Regions from separate parts of the Cyprinus carpio genome. Here region 1 is linked to region 2. A link is a contact called in public Hi-C data. All regions are on one chromosome and are shown on one strand. Each heading gives the region's core, a stretch centred on a gene start, on an enhancer-like site or on the middle of the called end of the contact. The rest is flanking DNA. Distances are from core to core; before and after follow the strand shown. Region 1 overlaps LOC109046150 (OTU domain-containing protein 7A-like). Region 2 overlaps LOC109047434 (transient receptor potential cation channel subfamily M member 1-like).

The links. A called contact is a pair of places that touch in the nucleus more often than the background predicts.
Region 1: a contact with region 2 is called in a Hi-C map of skeletal muscle, with 2.9 times the contacts expected there. The contact joins two enhancer-like sites. A contact is called at or near these places in 6 of 8 Hi-C or Micro-C datasets (liver, red blood cells and skeletal muscle).

What each region holds. Positions count from the first base shown.
Region 1 is chrA25:12,505,173-12,510,819 of ASM1834038v1, forward strand. All of the region lies in intron 10 of LOC109046150 (OTU domain-containing protein 7A-like), which reads right to left. Among protein-coding and RNA genes, the nearest start is that of LOC109051631, 42 kb to the left of the region's middle. Within about 2 kb of position 3,464, at least 3 of the 8 cell types and tissues checked have an H3K27ac peak or open chromatin away from gene starts, as enhancers often do. A contact at or near this core is called in skeletal muscle, where this site is marked.
Region 2 is chrA25:12,456,671-12,462,997 of ASM1834038v1, forward strand. LOC109047434 (transient receptor potential cation channel subfamily M member 1-like) reads right to left here. Exons shown (of 28, transcript XM_042715571.1): 1 at 6,309-6,327. Among protein-coding and RNA genes, the nearest start is that of LOC109047434, 3.4 kb to the right of the region's middle. Within about 2 kb of position 2,316, at least 3 of the 8 cell types and tissues checked have an H3K27ac peak or open chromatin away from gene starts, as enhancers often do. A contact at or near this core is called in skeletal muscle, where this site is marked.

The DNA.
Region 1 (5,647 bases), core at 2,214-4,713, 50 kb after region 2:
TTGTGTCCCGACTCCTACATGCAGCTGTCCTCCCATCTCTGGCCCGGCATACACACTCACACGCTTCAGCTCGCACTGTTGTTACTATTTGGGCCAGTTCCAGGTCTAAACACCACCACTGCCAGTTCTACCCTGAGGGACTGAAGCATAATGTATTTTGTATCCCTTCTGGCAGTCGTGCAGACCTGTCCTTGACTGACCTGCCTCAACCGCATACGTTCAAATCTGTGACGTCGAGGCCTCTCTCTCAAGGAACAAGGGGTGTCGATTCCTAGAGTATTTGTTGGTATTTGGTACTCCTGCATTGTCTGTCTGTTGTTTTAACCGAAATACTTTGATTGAAAAAACAAGCGAGTGATAATGGACGTGTAATTGGGAGATGACGAGACCGTAAACAAGGTCTTTCGCTGAGCGCTGCAGTGATAATACAAACAGAAGTTGTTGGCAGACAACATTGCTCATGGAGTCTGACATGCTACATTACAGGAGCAGTACATGCATAGTTTATTCCGTTGGCACATGGGGGAGGTTGATGTATGCCGAGTGGGTCTGGCTGCACAGCATGGCACCGCCTCAGGAAAGTTAGGCAACGAGCGGGAATATCTGTCATGTGAGGCATGTGTGATATAATCCTTTTGAGAGTGACTCCCAAGGCATTATTTCTCGGGATTGTTGTGGTTTTCTTGACTCTCCCCCCTCTGGTGGGTGATATCAATCACTGCAGTTGCACCCACTGAGGAAAACAATTAGTCTGCTTTAGTCACGCAAACCGTGCTTGTGCTTGATGAGGTGTGAATTCAGGAATTATCGTTCGCAGTTGTGTATTTTACAGCCGCTGTAAACAATAATAACGTGGCTAAACAAGGCTTCATCGTGGCTCTCCGAAACATGCGTGGGAATGTGATTGCCTACATATTTTCCAGAGCCACATAAAACATGCAAACTGTATATGGAAAGATCTGTAGGCCTCCTGATGCTTACTGCTGATTACGATGTGAGGAATCTGGATGTTTTTAACCCAAGCTTGGTGTGAGTTGGTCATGGCACAAGAAGGTTTTTCATTCTTTCAAGATGAAAATTTAAAAGCTGCCTGCTGAATGCCAAAGAAAATAGAGGTCTTCATAAAGCTGGACAGGCGTGTCTTAAAATAGCAACGCACGTTTCCTATTGGTTGACTGGTGTCATATTAAGTGTAACCACAGAAAAATGAAGGTGCATTAAAGCAAGCATGGCACGTCACAGGGAAACCATTCAGTATGTCTGCAATGCGCAGAAAAAATCTTGTGGAAAAAAAAAACAACAACTTCAAAAGGGCCTTAAATCACCAAAAGAGTTTAAAATCAGTGACATTACAATTACCCTGTGGTTAAAGAAAGATTACAAGTGGAAAAAGAGAAAAGTTGATGAAAGATATTTGACCACATTTTTTTCTCCTTCACAAATACTTTTAGCTAATCTTAAAGAATTGGGAAAGGTTTTGCTATCTGCATAGTGACCAAGTGATGATTTCACGAAAACAGCTTAATAAAGGGCCTAAATAACATTTTATTCACAAAAAAAAAGGCAAAATGTTCCTGTAAGATGTAGAGTTACAGTATAGCAACTGCAATCAGCTTAATAAAGCCAATGTAAAGTCCCTGCCATGATATAATAACAAATGTGTGTGCATGCGTGAATAAGAGTCTGAAGATTCATTAATTTTTAAGAATGACAAGAGAAATTAGAGCCCAAAGTAATGTAAACTCATGTAAAGACACCATGAATTTTCTCCTGTGTTGGCACATTTCCAATTTAAACAAAAAGTTTGAGCTAGACATACTGAAAGACTTGTCCCTTTTATTTATTTATCTTTTAAAAACAGTTTAATTCATGTCACAGCTGTTACTGATGCTATTTACTATTGCTAGTCAGATGAATGTGGTATTAAAGGGATAGTTCACCCAAAAATGAAAATTTGATGTTTATCTGCCCAGGGCATTCAAGATGTAGGTTACTTTGTTTCTTCGGTAGAACACAAATTATGATTTTTAGCTTCAGGGGTTGCAGTTTCTCAGCAGTACAGTGCTTGGCAATGGTCACAGAATCTATAAGAGAAAAAAAACATGCACAGAAAAATCAAAATAAACCCTGCGGCTCGTGACGATACAATGTGTAAAGACACAAAACGATTGGTCTGTGCAAGAAACTGAACAGTATTTATATCATTTTTTTTTTTTACCTCTGATTCACGCAATGTCCGAACTGTTAGAACTCTTGTGAATGCGCTTCACAGCAGCCTGCATCATCTTCTTCTTGTGGCTTTATGGTGGATCGCAGACTTATAAGTGCATTACTGCCACCTATCTCTCAAGTGGACGATTGACACTCCTAATTGAGATTGTAGATAGAGTGTTAATGGTCCATTTGAGAGACAGGTGGCGGTTCACAAGAGTTCTAAAAGTTAGGACATTGCGTGAATCAGAGGCAAAAAAACGATATAAATACTGTTCAGTTTCTTGCACAGACTGATCGTTTTGTGTCTTTACACATAAATGTATCGTCATGAGCCGCAGGGTTTATTTTGAATTTTTCTGTGCATGGTTTTTTCTCTCTCATAGATTCTGTGACCATTGACAAGCATTGTACTGCTGAGAGACTGCAACGCATGAAGCTAAAAATCATAATTTGTGTTCTACTGAAGAAACAAAGTAACCTACATCTTGGATGCCCTGGGGTAAGCAGATAAACATCAAATTTTAATTTTTTGGGTGAACTATCACTTTAAGGTATGGGGCATTTTCATCCTAAAGGATGAGAAAAATAAATAAATAAATAAATAAAAATAAAAAAAGAGACCCGCCCACAATTGCAGTATGAGAAAGAGAATGACTCAAATTTCAATGTGCATATATGCTAAAAACAACTTTTTTCAATAACTTTTCTAAGTACACTAATATATAGATGTTTGCTTCAAAGCCAGCATACATCGAAAGCCACAAGTGAAAAATTTCACAGGTCTTTTGACACACATCTCTCTCTCTCTCTCTCTCTCTCTCACTCACTCACTCACTCACTCACTCACACACACACACACACACACACACACACACACACACACAAGAGTCTCAGTGTTCTCGGCAAACCGCTGACACCTGAACACACACTGGGCAGACGGGCACTCCCTGGCAGACCCCAGCGGAAGATCCGGGGGGAGGGGGTATCACCCACCAAGACAGCCACACAGAGACAGACTCTCCGTCGGGAAGTGGAAGAAGGGAGGTATGGGTTTGGGAGGAGCAGATTAGGGCCTAAACCACATGTAGTGGTTGGCTTGGACTGATCTGCCCTTAATGGCAGAGGCCAAGTGGTTCTTTAGGGATAGAGAGAGACAGAGAGAGAGACAGAGAGAGAGAGAGAGAGAAAGAGAGGGGGTAAGAATAGAATCAGGGGAAATGAGTCAGAGGGAGATGCCCTGTTGTGTGAGTGTGTGCATTTGTGTAAAGGAGTGGCAAAAGTATATTTGGGGCCTCATGGCGCTAACCGTCTCCAGACACGCAGCAACAAATGACCTCATTTGGCTCTGAAGAAACTAAAGCAAGTGCTCCTTCACCTCAGTGTAGCATGAGCAGTGATTCAGAACTATAGGTACTTTTGAAAGATTTAGAGTTGATAATTGTGATCAATCTTGTCATTTTTCTTCAATGATTTTTCTTTCTGTTCAAGAAAAGAAAACAAAATAGTATGTGCACAGTACGTTGTCAGTTTGTGTGGATGAGACCTATACAACTTGTGTGTGATTTTCATACTTGTTAAACTTCAATGATAGTTTACTTTTACCATACAAAACTGCAAATAACTTTTATAAATAAATTTGCCATTAGGTCATTCTAAAGGAAAGTTTCTAACCTGTCAAATCTTTATAAGACAAAGTAGCTCAGGTCGCCGTTTGGTGTATTTATAATATAAAATAAAATAAAATAAAATAATATAAAATAAAAAAATAAAATAATATAAAATAAAAAAATAAAATATAATATAATATAATATAATATAATATAATATAATATAATATAATATAATATAATATAATATATAAATTACACATTTCAAAAAGAGGTTGGTAATCCCCCAGTTTCCCGTATAGATAAATTACACACTTCACAGAATGGTGAAGGTATTCCAGGCGGGAGTGTGCAAGGTGTTTTTCTTTTATTTTCAGAATAGCAAGTCATTCATATCCTAGAGATATGTGACTACAGTCAAGGCCTCTAATCTGTCAACAACCCGCTACTTTAAACCGACCACATGCTTTTGGGGTCAGTGGGTACGTGAGGGTATGCGAGGAGGTTCCCTTGGCTAACAGAAGGACAGTGCGCCATCTAGCGGGATAAACACTCAACCAATGGTTCTCACCCAGACATGTTATTTACATAAACTACAGACAATGCTGTCTATATTCATTTTATAGCACAAACTATGGCCCATCAGTTATGTTCTTTAGAAAGTTATTTATTGTCAAACTAACATGTGACTGGGCTTGGTTCATTTCTGAAAGTGAAAATCTGTTTTGACTGAAAAAAAAAAAAAAACTTTTAGAAATTTTCCACCGTTATTACAGAGCATGTTTTCACAATATATAGGGTAAGTTGTCATAAAGGAACCTGCCAAAAAATAGACTATTATATGACTTTTGTCTCTATTTCGAATAGTATAACAAATATTGAACACACTATAAAATCACAAAACTGCAAAATAAATAAAATAAAATAAAATAAAATAAAATAAAATAAAATAAAATAAAATAAAAAAATCTACTTTTTGGTATAAAATTATAAGACATAAAACATATATGAAAATTTACCCCAATGAAAATTAGATACCTTTCTGGAAAACGTGAATAAAATTCACAAAAATTATTCAGATTTCAAGTGTTTTTGAACTAGATATTTGAAACCACTACTAGAGAAAACACACATTTGAGTAATAAGATTTTTGTCTTAGAGTTATCAAAATATAGGCTATATTTCGATAAATGTAAGTCAAAAATCTAATTTCTCAATATGACAACTAGCCCCGGTGTCCCCTGCAATATTCATTAGATTTTTTTGTGGTGTCTAAAGGTTTCATGCCACAGGCGAGGTTTTGCCCATCCTTGACAGTTGGTGTGTGTTTGTACCTGGCAAATGGCCTGACTGTGAGACAATTGCAGTGTGTGTGTGTGAAGAGAACAGCTTGTACTGTACTGACAGCTTCAGTGAGTCAGTGAAACGGGGGTTGGAGAGAGAAAGAGAGAGAGATACGCATGCATGGATCTCTGCCTGCAGTCCCATTCAGCCCTAGACAACATCAGCATGTTGTGTATTGTTTTACCTCATGCTCAAACTGGCACCGCTGCAGACTTCTGAGGGACCGGAGCACATTATAGTGCACATAACACTATACTGTACAGATCACAAGATAGACCATAATGGTCTAATTCAGACAGACAGCTAATAATGTCCTTAACTGGGAGCCAGACTCCCTGGGAGAGTCTGAAACACTATATTAAACAGTATAATTCCTAATTTTTTTCTTCCTCTGTCTCAATCTCTGATCGATTGGAGTCTACGAAATGTGCTTTTAATAATTGATAAAAGGTAATTAGATCAGGTTCAGGTCTGCATTATTC
Region 2 (6,327 bases), core at 1,066-3,565:
AGGCTTACAAAATCATTTATAATGATATGGGGATTTCTAAGCATCATGTGGGGATTTAAATTTTGCCTTTCACATGGGGAGAAACATGAGGATAAACATAATATTGACCTGTGTGAATCTGGAAAGAAATGTGCTTAAAAAAAAGAAAAAAGAAAGTGGTAAACAGCAGTGATATTATAACTCTGGCTGATTCCATTAAGCAATGAACTTTCGTAATTATTACATTAATTATTACATGATTAAATTTGACACTAATTTGTCTAAATAAATTCAAAATAAAACACTTAAAAACTAAAATCATTTTACATGCTTCAAGTGAATTTATGAAACACAACGAATCTGACGGCACCCATTCACTGCAGAGGATCCATTGGTGAGCAAATGATGTAATGCTAAATTTCTTCAAATATGTTCCGATGAAGAAACAAACTATATTTTGCATGGCCTAAAGGTGAGTGAATTTTTAGCCAATTTCATTTTTGGGTGAACTATGCCTTTAGGTGTGCTTTATACAAAATGAGCACGAACAATTAAATATCCAATACTGACCTGTGTGTGTGTGTGTGTGTGTGTGTGTGTGTGTGTGTGTGTGTGTGTGTGTGTGTGTGTGTGTATACATGCTTTTTTATCCCAGTGGGAACTTAAACCTGACTACCCAATGACTCATGGGAACTCGTGTTGTCACTGTGGGGACCTGAATTGAGGTTAGTTTAGGTGTAGGGGTAGTGTAAAGGGATAGAATATACCATTTGTAGAGTATAAAAATCATTACGCCTATGGAGAGTCCCCACAAGGAAAGTAAACCAGATGTGTGTGTGTGTGTGTGTGTGTGTGTGCGTGTGATCTCTATAAAACAAAGCACTGCAAGATGTTTCAAATCACCTTTAGAGGCACTGGATTGAAAATGTTAGAGTTACTGCAATGTGTTACAGTTACTTTACCGAACCAAACTGACATAAAATCCATTATGCCTGTAACACATATTCAGTGTTATGTATCAAAAAGTCTAAGATGATCAATGAAAACAGGACACTGCCATGATGTTTAGTGCAAATTCTGACAGTAGAACAAATGCAGTCAATACCTGCACTAATGGATACAGAAATATTGTTAACTATTGTACTGTATATACTCAGGCTTCCAGAGTTTCCTGACAAACTATTTCTTACAGTATTGACTAATACTGTACTGTATTGATTCTGCATACTGTGACCCATGGGTATAGAACATGTGGGTGATGTGACCCCCCCCCCCCACTTTAAATAAACGTAAATCCGTCTCCCATACTTTTTTCAGGCAAGTGTTCATGTAGAGGTTTTCAAGGGCCAGTGTGAATAAATCTAGATGTAAATTCAAAGAGACAAGATAGTCAATGCATGATCTGACGTTTTATCCATATCTGAAACTAGGCGATGTAAACACGAAGTGCTAAAAACTCTCATGCAGTGCACGATTCATTCATACTCAAAGCCAGAGGGCGCTCTCGCTCTGAAAGTCCTAAACAGACTCACAGAACTAATAACTTATAACCTGCAAGAAATCACTAATCACTAATAATAATAATAATAATAATAATAATAATAATAATAATAATAACAACCTATCAATTAAAAAAAAAAAAATTAAGGTATTGTATTTGACATTTCTGTCCCCCTCATTTTTGAAATGGTGGCTATGCCCCTGCTGTGACCTGTTGATGAGTTACAGTTTGATTCAACAGTTCTCCACCCACTGGCTCCCTCTAACCTAGTCTATAATTTATAGTTTTTCATGAATGCAACTTTCATTTGATATTGCATGCATTTCCACACTCATATGATCTTAAAAGATTCCTTTTAAGCAGACTAAAACTGTTGAAATAATAATAATAATAATAAAAAATAGGATAACCACTTCCTGCTGAGCCCTTCTGAACAATCAATGCATCAGGTATTACGTTGTGCACACGTTGCCACATCCGACCTAGACAGTCATCTGATGCCCGATAGATATCTGTTTTATAACAATGTTTGTTTGGGGTGCGAATGCGTTGCTGCGCGCTCGGCTAGCATCGCGTGTCTAGCAGAGCCATCTAGCACAATTTGGTGACGCAGGGGAGCTATTAATATCACAGGAACTGGATGTACTCACGTCTGCAGCAGGTCACTTGAGGACAAACAAAGTGTACAACATTTGTGGAACACTGCAGTTTTTTTGGTAAGGCTGCAAGAGAAAAAAATATAAGTTTTTGCGCTTTCGTCGTATGAGACAGCACACAGTGGGTTTGAGGAAAGAGAGTTGAACGCTGCGCAGCCCTCATGAGCCTCGCCCACTTTTGAACCCGTTGACTCGCTGCACTCCCATCAAAACAACCAGACAAAGAATGTGCACACAACGGGGGAGGGTTTTGTTTTCGGTCTAAGGGGTAGAATACATCTTATTGTGGCTACCATTATGGTACTATTTGAAATGGACAGTGCAATTAAAAATCAATTTTAGTAGTAGATAAATAATTTTAGAAAATGCCTCTAAAATGAAAGGGATAGTTCACCCCATGGCATCATTACTTACTAACCCTATTGTTTCAAAAACTTTCAAGCTCTGAAATGTAAAAAAAAATAAAAATAAAAAGTAGGTCTAGTGATGACCAATTCATGAACTAGGCTTTTTAGTTGGATTTTTTTCAATGAATCAGTTGGTCCAGTTCACAAAAACAGTGAATGATAAATTCATGAATCAGACTGACCTGGTTCTCAAATCACATTCACAAATCAGAGACTTTTGCTTCTCTAACAGACCCTTGTGAGCGCAACAATTTAGTAGTGAACTACTTTCATGTGTCTGTAGTGTGCATACTTGTATACAGGGTGTGATTTATAAAGAAAACAGAGGGGGATGCTTTTGAATTTTTTTTCTCCATAGGCGGAGAAAAGGTAAGGCTATAGTCTAACCTAATAGTAACCTAATGTTACTTAATGTAATCTGTTAACAACGCACATCATATCTGTCTTTTTAGGCAAGTTCCAGGTAATGGGTGTCATGTCATAAAATATTTGGATTTAATGTGATCACAGTTTAATAAAGACATTGTACGTTAGGCCTGTTAATTGTAACAATTTAATTTCCATGGTTATTCACACAACTAATAAGTTATATAGAGAAAGCAAGCAAAGAACATTAGGCTGCATTATCAAAGAATGTTATCACTGCACAAGTTTAAGAACTCTCAAAAAAACTCCCCCGTTATAAACAAGAAAGCTGTCTATACACTTATATGGTCATTTGGTTTAGCAGCATTCCCCCGGGGATGTTTTTTTTTAATCCCATAGACCAGAGGGGGGAACCCCACCCCACCCCACAAACCGGCAATTCACACCCTGCTTATATACAGTAGTATCCATTTTATTGATCTTATTGTAAATGACTTATCCATGTCTGTTTTATTTTTTAGAAATCTTTTGACCTTTTTAATGTTTTATTTACAATGTTATAACTCGATCGAAATAACAGACTTCTCTCTGGTGACATATGCTGGACTTCTCCAATCATTTTATCTGTTTAAACCCCACCCATTTCTTAAAGGGTTAGTTCACCCAAAAATGAAAATTAGGCTGTGTTTTACTCACCCCCGAGGCATCCTAGGTGTATATGACTTTCTTCTTTCAGAGGAATCCAGTCAGAGTTTTATTAAAAATTGTCTAATTTGTCTATTTGTAAAATTGTCTAACAGCCAAATTTTCATTTTTGAGTGAACTAACCCTTTAAGATTGAATGCAAGTTCACTTTCATGTCTGACTCCATCCAATCAACAACCAGTGGATTGAGACAAAACTCACCTTACATTTTTTGCTTTATTGGTCGCTACTTCCATTACATTGTGACTTTAACTGAATTACCATAGTTAAAATTTTAATGGCCACTATATGTTTTCAAAGTCTACATTTAATAGTTTAAGGCTAAATATTTTCAGAATAAATAAACAAACCATAAAAGTGATCCAATCATCTCTGCTTCCTCCCTAACTATCAGAGCTCTTTTTCAAGATAACGCACACTATTGCCTGCAATTTTACCTCACTATGTTATGCAACTTGTTAACAGTGGTTTTGTGTACAGTGCTTGATCGTTTATGTCTACAAAGTCCAATTTTGAATGTAAAGAGCATGTGTCACATATAGTTAAGTAACTAATGAATTCCATTCAAGGCCAAAAAATAAAATAAAAAATACTTTACAACCTCAGGATGTAAGAACATGCAATAATACCTATACTTCCTGCACTCAAAAAAAAAAAAGAAAAGAAAAAAAAAGAAATCATAAAAACCATGCATTAGGCATCAAGGGTGAGGTCAGCTAAAAATTGGTGTAATGAAAGCCCACATACTGCTTGTTTATTGAAAAATATATTATTGTATTATATCCCATGGCTTCCTACATATACTGTTTATCGCAGTCTTTTGGGGTCATTGTTTAGTTCCAAAAGAACAAATCTGTGAATCTGTGAAATCACAAGCACTTGAAGATGGCATTCACATGCTACCACCTGCAATACTTATTTTGTTTTTTTCCTGACAAACAATTTGTTTGAAAGCAGAAATGCACACCTACTGCACTATATACAGTAATTCAAAATATAGATGTTTGCTGTGCAGGCCTATGGAGCTGAAGTTTCCAAAAAGAGTCAGTGGCCATTTTACTGTCGTGTTTACTCTTGATTTTATTGTGGTCAGTTGGTCCGCCCTCAGAACATTTTCTTCAAGCTGAAAATCCCTTGAGAAAACATTAATAGGAACAATCCAGTTCTTTGTAGTGATTTTGAAACAATTTTGAATAAGGACAATATTAAATAAATCTTAAGAGTTCAAAATTACATTCAATAGTCTTAACAGTGATTTTGGTGCTTCAGTTTGGCAGTTGACCTCAAATCCATCTGGTGACCAGTGGTGACCTCTCTGTGTTTCAGAAGGATTTGTTCTCATTTAATGAGAGCCTTGTTAATCTGTCCTCTCATTAGCTGCTAGAGGCCACAGCTTGTTTGGCTTTTAATATGTAAAGCCTATTGACATCCGCAGTGAGGTTTGGATGCTGGAATATTGATGTTCAATTTTCAATTTCCATAGTTTATCCCGCATGACAAAGTTTTTTGGGACAGATGTTATAATGTGATTGTAGATTGTGCCCTATGTAGCGCAACAGTAGGATACTGCACTATGTTACCGAATTCTTTTAAACTTGCCAATGCTGCATTTATTTGATTAAAAATATAGAAATATTATTTCAATTTATTATTATTCCAAATTATATTTATATATTGACTTTAGAAAACACTATGAAGAAAATGCATGGGGAAAATCCTTTACCAAAGGCTGCTGTAAAAGTGGGTGGTCACTGTTGAACTCCAGTAGTAATGATTACGTCTTTTGATAAAGAATGGGAAAAGCAATGTTCAAAGTCCTACCTTGAGTACATTACATATGTGTACCCTAAGGCCATGCTATTGTGTGATATAGGTTACATGAACGTAGTGTACATAGTGCGCTTGTAGATTACACATCGCTGTTGAGTTTGAATAGGGTTTGCCAAGAGGCCCTCTATACACGCCGTCATAAAGGCGTGCTAATACAGAGCCTGAGGCTCAAACTGTGTGGTTGAAGGGAAAGATAGAGATAGATGAAGGTTTCCTCCTCTTCCTCCATCAGACATGTCCTACCAGCCCACTGATTGATGCCTCGTGAATAGAGAAGCTTCTCACAGGCAGTGAGCAGACATAGTTAAAGAGAGTTTGTTACAATTCGTTCTTTTTAAACTGTATTGTGTGAAGCGGACAAAGCCTTTCCCTGCAGCATTGTTTCAGAGTGGATTACTGCTAGCCTCAGCAAGCATCTGCCTTAAAAAATCAATTTACGCTTAGCATGTCACTGATTTTTACTAATTAGCATAACCAATATGACCTTCTTGTGGTATCTATCTATCTATCTATCTATCTATCTATCTATCTATCTATCTATCTATCTATCTATCTATCTAGTCTGTGGCAGATTGCATTTATGAGTGTGACTTTCTCAATCTAAAGAGCATTTGACTGGACAAAAATCTGTGGTGCAGGATGAGTCATCAGTGTTTTTGGTCTGTTCCCCGAAAGACAACGACTATAAATTTTAAATACTCATTTATGCAACATTTAAGAGTACAGTAGCACATGGACTTAGGCATAAAACTAAAAGCTATATTTTAATTTCATGGAGTCATTAAAGTGGCTTAACTGTTATAGCTCAAACTGTAAATGACAATTTACTGCTTTATTGCTGAGATAGATAAGTACATAAATTACCTGTGGCACGTGTAACCTG